Regions from separate parts of the Rattus norvegicus genome. Here region 2 is linked to region 1. The links are chromatin contacts, called in public Hi-C maps. All regions are on one chromosome and are shown on one strand. Each heading gives the region's core, a stretch centred on a gene start, on an enhancer-like site or on the middle of the called end of the contact. The rest is flanking DNA. Distances are from core to core; before and after follow the strand shown.

Region 1 (6,459 bases), core at 2,956-5,455:
GGTGTGTTTGTGTCTACCTCGGTTGTCCATCGATACTTCCTTTTGTAAAAAAAATGTTTCTAAAGATTAAAAAATGTTTAAATAGCGACATCTTTACAAATGTCATTTAAGAGTAAAGCGTGGAGTTTCAACCTTTTGTGGAATTATTCATTTAACGGCTTGTATGTTTATGTCAAGACTTTGTATTACTAATAGATTAGAAATATATCGACATTTGTCAGTGTAAAAGGGGTTTTATTAGGTGCAGTGCTCCCAACACATGTACAGGCTTTTTAAGGACTAAAGAACCAAATATATAACCTAAAATTAAGACTTTCTGGAAAAATTCTTTGCAAACTTAGATTATGCCAAAATTTATCAAATTTTTATAGCAAAGGTATGATCCAGTAACAAATAGACAAGGTTTGTTTCATCAAAACTAAAATCTGGTCAGGTGTCGTGAGGGGCCCCTGTAGCACCAGGCTGAGGCAGGTACACGAGGAGTTCAAGGCCAGCGTGGGATCCATAATGACTTCTAAGCCAACCCGAGAGTCTTAGGGTTACTATTGATGTGATAAACAATGACCGAAAATGACATTTTATTATAGAAAATAATATAATATTGTTTTTAATAATTTAATGTCTTAAATTATTAAATATTTTAAAATATTTATATATGAAAACAAAATATAATCACACTATTTTTTTCCCTGCCTTTCATCCCTCCAACCCTCTGTATGTACCCTTTAGCTTGCTCTCTCACAAATTCATGGCCTCTTTTTGTTTAATTATTGTTGATATTGTTGATGGTGGTGGTGTTGGTGGTGGTGGTGGTGGTGGTGGTGGTGGTGGTGGTGGTGGTGGTAGTGGTGGTGGTGGTGGTAGTGGTGGTGGTGGTGGTGGTGGTGGTGGTGGTGGTGGTGATGGTGGTGGTGGTGGCGGCGGCGGCGGCGGCGGCGGCGGCGGCGGCGGCGGCGGCGGTGGTGGTGGCGGCGTGCATGTGTGGGTGAGTGTATGGGTGCATGCATACATGTGTGCCTGTGTGTGCGTGTATGTGTGTTCATGTATCTAAATACAGCCTGCTCAGTCTGTATAATATTACTCGTGCATACAAGATTTCAGGGCTGAGCCCTTGGTATAAGATAAACTGGTGCTCTTGCCTGGGAAAGATGACCCCCCTCAGCACCCCTTAGTTGCCTGTAGTTCTCTGTCTACTGTTGCAGCTCCGTGAACTTCCATTTTAGCATCTTACTCAGGGCTTGTTCAGGCAGTCTCCGTGGGGTAGCTTCTCTGACCTTTCTAGGAGACACACTTACATCACTTCCTGTTCCTCTGTCTCCTACAATCTTTCTGCTCCCTCTGCTATGATCCCTGGACCTTAGATGCGGGAGCTGTGCCGGAGGTGGACTAGCTGGGACTGGATAGCACATGCTCCCTGTTCTCTCTGTTTTGATCACTGTGGCTCTCTGTAATGGCCTCTGTCTGTTGCAAGAAGACATTTCTTTAATTAGGGGTGAGACATATATATCTGTAAATATAAGACTAAGGATTTACAGTGTAAGTTAAAATTATGCTGGTGTTATGTTCTGACCCCCATGAAAAGATCATAGACTCAATCCAATTAGAATGAAATGATTTATTGATTATTGCTAGCAGGACAACAATCTCTGGCCAAATGAGATTGTTATGAGGAAAGGTGGGGGGGGGGGGTGAAGGAAGTGTTATTTTTCTGTTTGTTGTTTTTTTTTTTTTTTTTTTTTTGGTTGGTTGGTTTTGGTTTTTTATAAGACAGGGCTTCTGTGTGTAGCCTTTACTGTCCTGGAACTCACTTTGTAGACCAGGCTGGCCTCATACTCAGAGATCCTCCTGCCTCTACTTCTCGAATGCTGGAACTAAAAGCCTCTGCCACCACACCCAGCAAGGGAAGAATTTTTAAAGGCGAAATCCACACAACACCTTGAGTGTCTGTGCGAGCAAGCTAAGTGCTGGGTTGCTTTACCAAGACCAGATAGCCAAGGTGACATGGATGCCTGCAGAAGCAGGTCCCAGAGGCCTAAAGGCAGTTTGTTAGGACAAGTAGATGGTCATGGCTGAACCTTTCTGGGCTGCAGGGAGGGAGGCTCTTAGTCAGAGCTGCTGGGAACTTACCTTCCACGGACTAAAGCCAGGGACAAATGGTTAGTGGGTACCAAGATGGATGCCTCGAATAAACTGGAGGGGTTTTAGTCATCACACTGCTTCACTATAGTGATGGTTGTCGGTTCTTCTCAAAGACTTCATTAGCCCCAGGGAGTTGGCTAGGTTTCTCTTATTGAGATGGTCGTAAGTCCAACTGGAGCAAGACTTAAGTCCGGTTAGAGAACTGCTGGATACGGCCAAGGTGTGCATGCCACTACTATACTCTTGGGGTGTTAGATTTTGAGAGGAAGGAGAGGGGCATTTTCATAGAATCTGAAAATAGAGAACCAAAGAAAAGACCAAAGACCTGCCGTATCCTACAGGGGCACACCTGGTTCTTCTGACCAACTATGCACCTCAGGTGCTAACCGAGACGCCTGTGCGTCCAGCCCAATGATAGTAGCACCTGAGAGAGACACCTTCGTGCTTCTGACTTGATTTTAAGTTCATCAATCCCTTTCTGTAAATGGACCTACAAGAAGAGAGCGCCCTGACCACCAGGGGGCAGCATGCCGGGTCCCTGGAGGTGAACCACCAGGGGACAGCCTGCGGGTCCCGGGAGGTGGAGCTCGTTTCCCACTGTAAACTCGGACATTAGCATTCTGGTGTATTCTTCTATCTTATTTCAATTTAATTTCAACGCAACCCCCCCCCCCCGAAAAAAAAAAAAAACCAAACACTTGGCTCAAAACCCCTTAACAAAACCAGAGCCTCCAGGGTGCCAAGCAGAGGTATGCTGACTCCTGCTTCTCCCCACTAACTGCCCCTCCCAATTCTCGCCCTGCTGGCCAGATACAGAGGCAGAGGGAGAATTCTGAGCACCAGGCTTCTGTGATGAACGCCCAACTTTCTAACAGAGGAAATGTTTCTCCTCTAAGCTGATCTCTTCTTAGTTTTCTCCCTCGGAGATGAAAGCGCTACCCACCAAAGCTTACTGACTACAGTATTCTGGAGGACGCACACCAAACCCGTCCTGCTAACAGAAAAATCCCGGGTGGGCCACGGTAGCACAGACCTTTAATCCCAGCATTTGGGCATTCAAAGTCGGCCTAATCTATGTAGCAAGCTCCAGTTCAACCAAAGCTACAAAGCCCTTGCCTCAAAACAAACAACACACAGGTAAACAGATAAGTCAAAAGTCACATATTTTGAAACAGGGGGCATAACTCAGTACTTGCCTTGCAAGCATGAGGATCTAAATTTGGTCTTCAAAATTGGTTAATTTAAAAAAAAAAAAAAAACTCGGGGCTGGGGATTTAGCTCAGTGGTAGAGCGCTTACCTAGGAAGCGCAAGGCCCTGGGTTCGGTCCCCAGCTCCGAAAAAAAGAACCAAAAAAAAAAAAACTCAGGTGTGATGACATGCTCCTCACATTCTGATCTTCGGACAATGGAGACAGGGGCAACCTTGGCATTCGCTATCCAGCCAGCCCGCTTGGTAATTTCCAGACTAGGGAGTCTTTTCAATGAATGATGCATTAGGAATGCTACCTCAGGTGGTCCTCCAACCTCCCTAAGCACGGACACGGTGTACCTACAGACAGAGTGAGTTCATGGTGTCTGAATAAGGAATTACCAGGCATCCATCCATGCAGTAGTAATCCAAGCATGTGAGGCGTGCCTGGTAGATGGGTTGCTACGTAGATCTCCTATAAAAATAGAGAGATTGTTTGGGCTGAAGTAATCTGGGAATGCCTCCCAGATAAGGGTGTTTAACTAGTGGTTGGACGAGAGAGTTTTGTTTGTTTGTTTATTTGTTTGTTTGTTTGTTTCTGAGTGATCTGAACGAATGGGGGAGTGGTGTGACCTGTTAAAATCTCTTCGGGGCTGTGTGGGGCTAACAAGGGGATTCCAGAGCTCTGAGTGTGTTTTATTTTGTACACAGCTAATCTGAATTCAGTGAATTTGGAATTTCACTTTGTCTTTGTGTAGAAAATGAGGCTGTGGGTGTCTCCCTGTGAGTGTATTTTTTTCTGCTCCACATGAACAGGATCTGTGGAGCCCGGTCTCCTGAACCAGGCCATATGTGTTTCTAGGTATAGACATCTGTGTGGGTGCATTTCTCCACAGAAAGTTTTGGTCTTTGTGGGTGTGTGCACATGCAGCCCTAGGAGGATGACGAGGAAAGAGAAAGGGGCTTGAGGGAAAGAAAAGGACTGAGAGTTTGTGGAGGGGAGTGTCTGCTTGGAAACCTGTGGAGCCCCACACATTACACTTTATGTAATCAATAACTGAGTCTGCCGTGTGGCCTTCTGATTGGTAGATTCCTGGCACTCACCGGACAGCCAGCCTAACCCAGGTAGCAAGTCCCTGGCCAGTGAGAGACCCTGTGTCAAGTAAAAGATATTGAAATCTAAAAAAGGCAGCAAGCACCTGAGTGAGGAGCCCGTGTTTGTCCTCATACATACAGACAAACATACATGTGCACCCACACAGTGGACATAAGCCCATAGTGTTTCCACCAAATAAATACATAAGTAGCTTTCATTAGCTAGTCCAGTTTTTACTCCTTTTAAAACCTTGTGTATGGTCAATACACTGTCAGTCCAAATAAGTGAATATGTTTGGAGTCTAAAGGAGAGGAAAGAGTGGCCAGACTGGTCACGTTTCTTCTTGTGGACAAGCACGCAGTTGCATAGGGGTCTCTAATCTACAGTCGTGAGCTGAGGAGAAACAGATTCAGTTCAAAGCCAAAGTAAGAAGTATGAGGCCAAGTCTCTAAAAATTTACCTTTCCTTACAAAAATAACGACACACACAAGATTTTGCGCCTTATCAATGAATAATTTCCCATGGCCCAAAGTCCCTAATTTTTCTAACTTAATTTTCTGAGTTAAGTAAATCATCCCTTCTTCCATAACGCCCTCTAAATTAAAAAAAAAATTCCTAATTTATGTATTGATCTAAATGCAGTGGCGGTCTTGAGCATCTTTTTGAAGGAGTATAAATTCTATGAAATTGTTGTAATTCTGGAAATCATAAGCATGGTGACTTTCATACTGGGTCATAGCTCACGTAGACTGCCTGAGTGTATGAGACCCTGGGTTTGTTTCACAGCAGAACAAGAAAACTAAACCAAACCATAACCGTCATTTTCAGACCCTAACTAACCCTAAGAGTTGAAATAAATTATAGATAAGATTTGGATGCATGGAGTCTCCCAAGAATCATTCAAAACACTGCTCGTTAAATATAGTTCTGATTTACAGATTTTTTTTCTTAAAAGAGCAATACCTGTGCGGATGTATTAGAGGATTATCTGCTATCCAAAAATCTGTTAATATAGCACAGAATGCACACTTATGAAACGAACAAGCTAATTAGCTTGTGTCTTCTGTTTTCTGGTTTCTCTTTGCCCTGTCTAGAAAAAGAAAGTTGCTTATTTTAATTAAGATAATAATATAATTGATTGACTATATAAGATGCAATCATAAAGAAATATGAAAATAAAACCACGCCTGGGCAGCATAGCTGGTTGCGGGGGTGGGAGGGGTGGGGAGTTCCGGTCACCTGACCCAGAGGGCGGAGCGAGTGCATGAGAGTCAGCCTTGCCTCTTGTCTGCTATGGAGTGACTCTAGCTCTCTTTCCCTTCATTCCCTAGTGCCTCACACTTATGGCAGATGGGAGAGCTGGCCCCGGATCATAAGATTAGGAGAACTGGCCATGTCCTTCGGTGGCTGCACACTCGGGAGAGCAGGCCCCTGCACTTCGCATGAGCAATGGGATAGATGGGATAGAGCCGGCCAGGGTTGTGGATGGGGTGGGGGGACGTTGCTGATGAACCAGCCCTAGGGTGCAAGAGTAGGAATGCAGGCGGGCTAACCAGCTCAGACACCTCTCCGGCCCAGATCCAGGGCTTCGATTTAAGCCACCGCAACATCTACCCCTCCGATGAACTGCTGAAGTGCATGAAGCAGCCAATCCTACAGATCCAAAACTACAGGATCGCCATGACACAGGGCAACAACAGGGTATCTGAGAGGAGTCCCCGTGAGGATCCAGTATTGATAGCGTAGCAGAAGCCGGAGGGGTCTGACCAAAGTAAGACGTCATTGCAATGAGCGTTTGCTAGCAAAGAAGTTTAGACAAAAGGGTGTACTCTGGGACACTACATACTATAGCTCGCACGACGAGATTATTTTTTTTCTCTGTTGGGGTGAGGTTGCAAGGGTGGGAGGCAAGTATGAGGGAAGAGGAAGATGAGTGGGATTGGGGTGCATGATGGGAAACTCTCAAAGAATCAATAAAAAGTTAAACTAAACTAAATACTGTGAAACAAGAATACTGTGAAAGGGCTAGAGCTAT
Region 2 (5,779 bases), core at 3,248-5,747, 36 kb after region 1:
GTTGGGCTGGATCCATCTGGAATGAGGGGATCCTATGGCTTATTAGGAAGGTGTTTCTATATAGCCACCTAGAGCCAAGGGGAGATGAGAGTTTCTTTAGCCCATATCTAGAGCATGAGTTATAAGTCAGTAACCATTGTCAAAAACAAAAATAGAGCTGGATATTGTAGCTCAGTGGTAGCGTGCTTTGTCTGTTACACGTAAGGCCCTAAGTTCAATGTTTAGTAGACGCACCCACATGCATACCCTTACATAGATATTCCAGCAAAATACCCACCCAAAAATGGCCAAATGATTTGTAACAGCTTTATTGAAGTATAACTGATATAAATAAGAAACATATACATTTAATTCGTGCAACTCGATGTGCTTGGAAATGGCTAGGTAATACCTTTGTCTATTTCGTGTTGCTGTAACAATACCACAGACTGGGTGATTTGCAAACAAAATCTTATTTGGCTCATGGTTCTGGAGGCTGGGATGCCCCGGAGCGTGGTGAGAACATCTGGTAAGGTCTTTGCACTGCATCATCTCGCAGTGGAAGGACAAGAGCGGGCGGAGAGGGCTGAACTTGCTTCCGTGGTCAGTCTATTCTAGATATCAGCATTAATTCATCCAAAGGCGGTGCCTTCCTGACTCATCACTTAGGTCTCACTCCCCAGCACTGTTGCACTGGGCATTAAACTTTCCATACATAAAATCTCAAATGATAACCGGCAGCACTGAGCTAAGACAAGCCAGTAGAAAAGTTTCTTAAACCTGATCCTGTTTATAGGCTGGAGGTGGGGGGAGCCAGTGAAGGAGAAAGTTGGGCTTCGGAATGACGACAGATCAAGCAAAGGAAGGAACAAAAGGAAACATGATCAAAGGCGCAGATGGGCGAGTTGATGGACTGCAGAGGAAGCATCTCCTGGGCTGAAACTATGGGAAAGGAAATATAGACCATTTCTATTACCTTTAATGCTTAGGATAAACATTTCCAAATGGGAAATCTTGAGCTCCATCATGAACGCTCTGCTTCTTCTCTTTCTACCTTAGCAGCCTCCCATGAGGGTTTTCAGACGCCATTCCTAATAGCAAGGAAGCCTCCGCTTGTGTTACTTTGGCAGAATGGACGTAAAGGGATGGCTGCATCGGCAAAGGAGCTCCTATTCCTGCACACTCAGAGCGTTCACAGAAACCAGGACACGGTGCCAGCCTTGGTGTCTGTCTTAGGGTTTCTAATGCTGTGATTCAACACCATAACCAAAGACAAGATAGGGAGGAAAGGATTTATTTGGTTTACACTTCCATGTCGCTAGTCATCCCTGAAGGAAATCAGGACAGGAACTCAGACAGTTCCTGGAGGCAGGAACTGATGCAGAGGCCATGGAGAAGTGCTGCTTGCTCAAGATGGCTTGCTAGCCTGCTTTATTATAGAACCCAGGGCCACCAGCCCAGGAATGGCATCACCCATAATGGGCTGGGCACTCCCTCATCAATCACTAGTTTAAAAAATGCCTCACAGGAATGGAGAGATAGCTCAGTGGTTAGGAACACTAACTGTTCTTCCAGAGGTCCTGAGTTCAATTCCCAACAACCACATGGTGGCTCACAACCATCTGTAATGGAATCCGATGCCCTCTTCTGGTGTGTCTGAAGACAGCTACAGTGTACTCATTAACATAAAGTAAAATAAATCTTTAAAAAGAAGAAGAAAATGCCCTACAGCTGGATCTTATGGAGGCATTTTCTCAATATAAGTTCCCTCCTTCCAGATGACTCTAGCTTGTGTCAAGCTGACATAGACTAGCAGGCACAATACCGTAGCCATCAACATAACAGAGGAATGGAGAAGATCATATAGTTTATATACATAACAATAAATTTGGACAGAGAGCAATGGGGGTGAAATAATCAAAGCAAATTATATATACTGTGCAAAATGTCACTTTGGGGGGAGGAATTTGAAACAGTCTCCAGTAGGGCAGAATGGCTCAAAACCACCACATACCTTAGAACGACTTTGAAGTCCTGATCTTCCTGCTGCCAGCTCCCCAGTACTGTGATTTCAGGCTTGTTCTGCCACAGGCAGACAAAACCCAAGGCGTCAGGGATTGGATCGCTAGGATGAGTGTTAAGAGGAGAAACTGACCCAGACTGCAGTGTTTAGAGATGGGGCTGAGGTAAGGGGTTATGGTCACACTGGTTATTAGAGTGAGGCCCTCATGGTTCATATCGCAGTTCCTTGACAGGGCCATTGCCCTTTGTTTCCAATGAATGGCAGACACACAACCCATATTTTTGAATGAAAGAAGCCAACAGACACCTCTATGGGGGATATTATAGCCTTCTCTTCCATGTAGGTCCATCAAATAGCCTAGAAATAGAACACAAAAGACAGTTCTGATGTCCCTGTATGAAATTGTTGGTCCAGTGTGATTCTTTTTTTTTTTTTTTTTTTTTTTTATTAACTTGAGTATTTCTTATATACATTTCGAGTGTTATTCCCTTTCCCGGTTTCCGGGCAAACATCCCCCTCCCCCCTCCCCTTCCTTATGGGTGTTCCCCTCCCAACCCTCCCCCCATTGCCGCCCTCCCCCCATAGACTAGTTCACTGGGGGTTCAGTCTTAGCAGGACCCAGGGCTTCCCCTTCCACTGGTGCTCTTACTAGGATATTCATTGCTACCTATGGGGTCAGAGTCCAGGGTCAGTCCATGTATAGTCTTTAGGTAGTGGCTTAGTCCCTGGAAGCTCTGGTTGCTTGGCATTGTTGTACTTTTGGGGTCTCGAGCCCCTTCAAGCTCTTCCAGTTCTTTCTCTGATTCCTTCAATAGGGGACCTATTCTCAGTTCAGTGGTTTGCTGCTGGCATTCGCCTCTGTATTTGCTGTATTCTGGCTGTGTCTCTCAGGAGCGATCTACATCCGGCTCCTGTCGGTCTGCACTTCTTTGCTTCATCCATCTAGTCCAATTGGGTGGCTGTATATGTATGGGCCAAATGTGGGACAGGCTCTGAATGGGTGTTCCTTCAGTCTCTGTTTTAATCTTTGCCTCTCCCTTCCCTGCCAAGGGTATTCTTTTTCCTCATTTAAAGAAGGAGTGAAGCATTCACATTTTGATCATCCGTCTTGAGTTTCGTTTGTTCTAGGGGGTCCAGTGTGATTCTAATAGTAAGTACATCGGACCCCATAGGAAACTCGGTCTGCTCTCCATTACTAGTTTCACGGGGGTGGGGGGGGGCAGGGTAATGGTGGCCCTTGTTAACACCAATGGCAGTTTGGGTTCTGTTATCAGAGCACCTGGACTTCAGTCTCAGCTCCATGACATAGGAGCTTGCTACTTTAGGCAAGCTGTTTAACCTCTGTGCCTCAGAGCAACTCCTCCAACCATTGTGGAAGCTCATGCCTGGAAGCCAGCAGCACTCCGGGAGGCCAAGGCAGGAGGGCTGCCTGGAGTTTGAGGCCAACCTGATCTCCCCAGTCAATTACTGACCAGCTGCAGCTACACAACGAGTGACATTTAAGCTCTTTAAAATAGTACCTTTATACTTGGCATTTTTAATATTACTTTCTTGATAATAATATATAGTTCTAATTTTACCTAAATTCTGCTTAAAGGACAAAGTATCTCCTATAACACCTGGAAGGGGGGATACTAGATGCTCAAAAAATAATGTGACTTGTGTTTGACAGACACAAAATAGATGTACAAGAAAATGAAAGTGCCTTTAAAGAGGGATCTGTGTATATGTACACATCGTTACTTTCCTACAATTAGTTGTAGATATGTTGTGACTTGGTCTTTTTCTTGCCCTCTTCAAAGCCTGGAGTTTGTTGCAATGCGCGTTATAGTTCTCAGAAACACTGGCCGCCTGACAAGCTATCTGTTTGGCTAGTCTGAAGGCTGAGGTTGCTGCAGCAAAAAGTGGGTTACACGACAGTACAGCTCTGCTGCTGGAGATGGAGGACCAATAGCCTCTGACAAAGCTGCACAAGGCGGAATGGAGCAGTCAAGGTCTTTGTGAAGGTTCCTCTGGCCACTCCCGAACCCAGTGGGAACCTGAAGGTAAGTGCCCCACCGTGAGCCCTGAGACCTGGGTGGTGCGACAGAGTCGGCTGGCTGAGTTCTTCCCACCCCGGGCAGGTGCTGATCGCAGCATCCACACAGACCCCGCTCTGCCTTGGGTGTATGCGGGTGGGCCAGTCCCCGCAGCCCCTGCAGCGCCAACCGGGTCCAGCTCCCGGGGCGCGCTGACCTTGCCGCGGGCGGCCGGGCTGGCGCAGTCCCCGCGCCGCATTGCCGGCTGCTCGTGCGGGCGCCCCCTGGCACTGGGACCTCCCGCTACTCCGCCGCCGCCGCGCGCCCGCGCTCCCACCGCGCCCCACGCCCGCGGCCGAGCGGGCTGCGCGGGCCGTGCCTGAGGCTCCGGAGGGTGGGGCGGCGCGCGCCCACGGGCCGGCCGAGGGCGCCTCGCGCGGGTGCACGCGCAGCGGGTGGGCGTGCTCAGGGCGCGCGCCGCTGCCGCCGCCTCAGCCTGTCGCGCCGCCCGCGCCGCCCGCTCCCGGTGCTCGGCCCAGCACGTCGGCTCCGGAGCGGCCGTGGGCAGCGCGGGCCCGCGGCGTAGAGTCCGCCGGCCTCGGATCCGCGTCCCGCACGCGGACTGTCCCGGTAAGCGAGGGCGGGGGCGGTGGGACCCCGCCGTCACCCTGAGGGGCGGGTCTGCGGTCCCGGATTCGGATGCTGGTGTGGGAGCCGCCCCCACGGGCCCCTGTGCAAGTGGACGCACCCCAGTGACCGCTGCCTCTACACGGGAGAGAGTCCGTGGGACGTGAAGGGAGACGCCCAGTGCGCTCTGCACTTTCTGCCTTGCACAGCCCCAGTGTGGAGGCACCCTCCCCAGGCCCCCAGGGAGGCCTTCTGTGTAAGTAGAGAGGCATTAGGGTAGTCTCTGGACTTGGCTCCATGGGAGAACATCTGGGAACCTCAGGGACTTTCCCAGTGGTGTTGGTGAACCCCAGGTAATTTCATCCTGTGCCCCAGAGATGCCCAGAAAGAACCTTTGGCTGGAGAAATGGGATCCATTTGTGGCATCATAGCTCCAAGGACTTAGGCACTGACCTCCTGAGGGATTCAGTGTGCCCTCACTTGTCCCCCTCAACATAATGGAAAGGAGTGGGGACTCTATGGGGCCGTGGCCTTTTTTCATTCCAGTTCTCACTCTGCCCCCATTAGAATGTCTCTTCCGAATGATAGCCCAGTTGGCTTCAAGCTGGACTTTTGGGGAGACTGGAACTGCTTGTAAGAGCACAGAGTCTAAGGGATACCAAGACCAGTGAGGCCTCCGAACCAAAGATCTCTGACCCTGCGAGCTCGACTCTCCAGAAACAGTATACCAAGTGTCTGGAGGAAGGAATAGGGGGGAGGGAAGCATTCTTGAGAACTAGTGTGCCAGGCACTGTGCTAGATATGTTTAAACACCTTACATAATACTTAACAACAGCTTCGTAAAATTACCCCATTTAAACATTAGGTATTTGTGACGCACGCAGGCTTTGCCCGAGATCACAAATGAAGCCTGTTCTTCACATTTAAGTCAGAGAAAAGTATTAAACAGGGAAAGAAGGAAGAGTGGATGTCTGTTAATAAGTTGTGTGGACGTGTCAGGCATGGAGCTTTGGAGTATGCTCAGAAAGGGATGCTTAAAGAGAGGAGGACGGTTTAACAGAACATTCGACCATTGGAGCAGCTGTCCACTGAATCCCGGGATCTCAACTCGTGGCTTCCGTTGCTGGTAGCA

What was found. Hi-C and Micro-C count contacts between places; a contact is called where the count stands out from the background.
Region 2: a Hi-C map of frontal cortex shows a contact between it and region 1, with 2.8 times the contacts expected there. The contact joins the promoter of Phf24 here to the enhancer-like site in region 1. A contact is called at or near these places in 2 of 12 Hi-C or Micro-C datasets (the A7r5 cell line and frontal cortex).

Annotation. Positions count from the first base shown.
Region 1 is chr5:61,899,661-61,906,119 of GRCr8, forward strand. No RefSeq gene overlaps it. Among named protein-coding and RNA genes, the nearest start is that of Spata31f3, 14 kb to the left of the region's middle. Within about 2 kb of position 4,206, at least 4 of the 93 cell types and tissues checked have an H3K27ac peak or open chromatin away from gene starts, as enhancers often do.
Region 2 is chr5:61,935,419-61,941,197 of GRCr8, forward strand. Phf24 (PHD finger protein 24) reads left to right here and starts at 4,498. Exons shown (of 8, transcript NM_001398835.1): 1 at 4,498-4,650.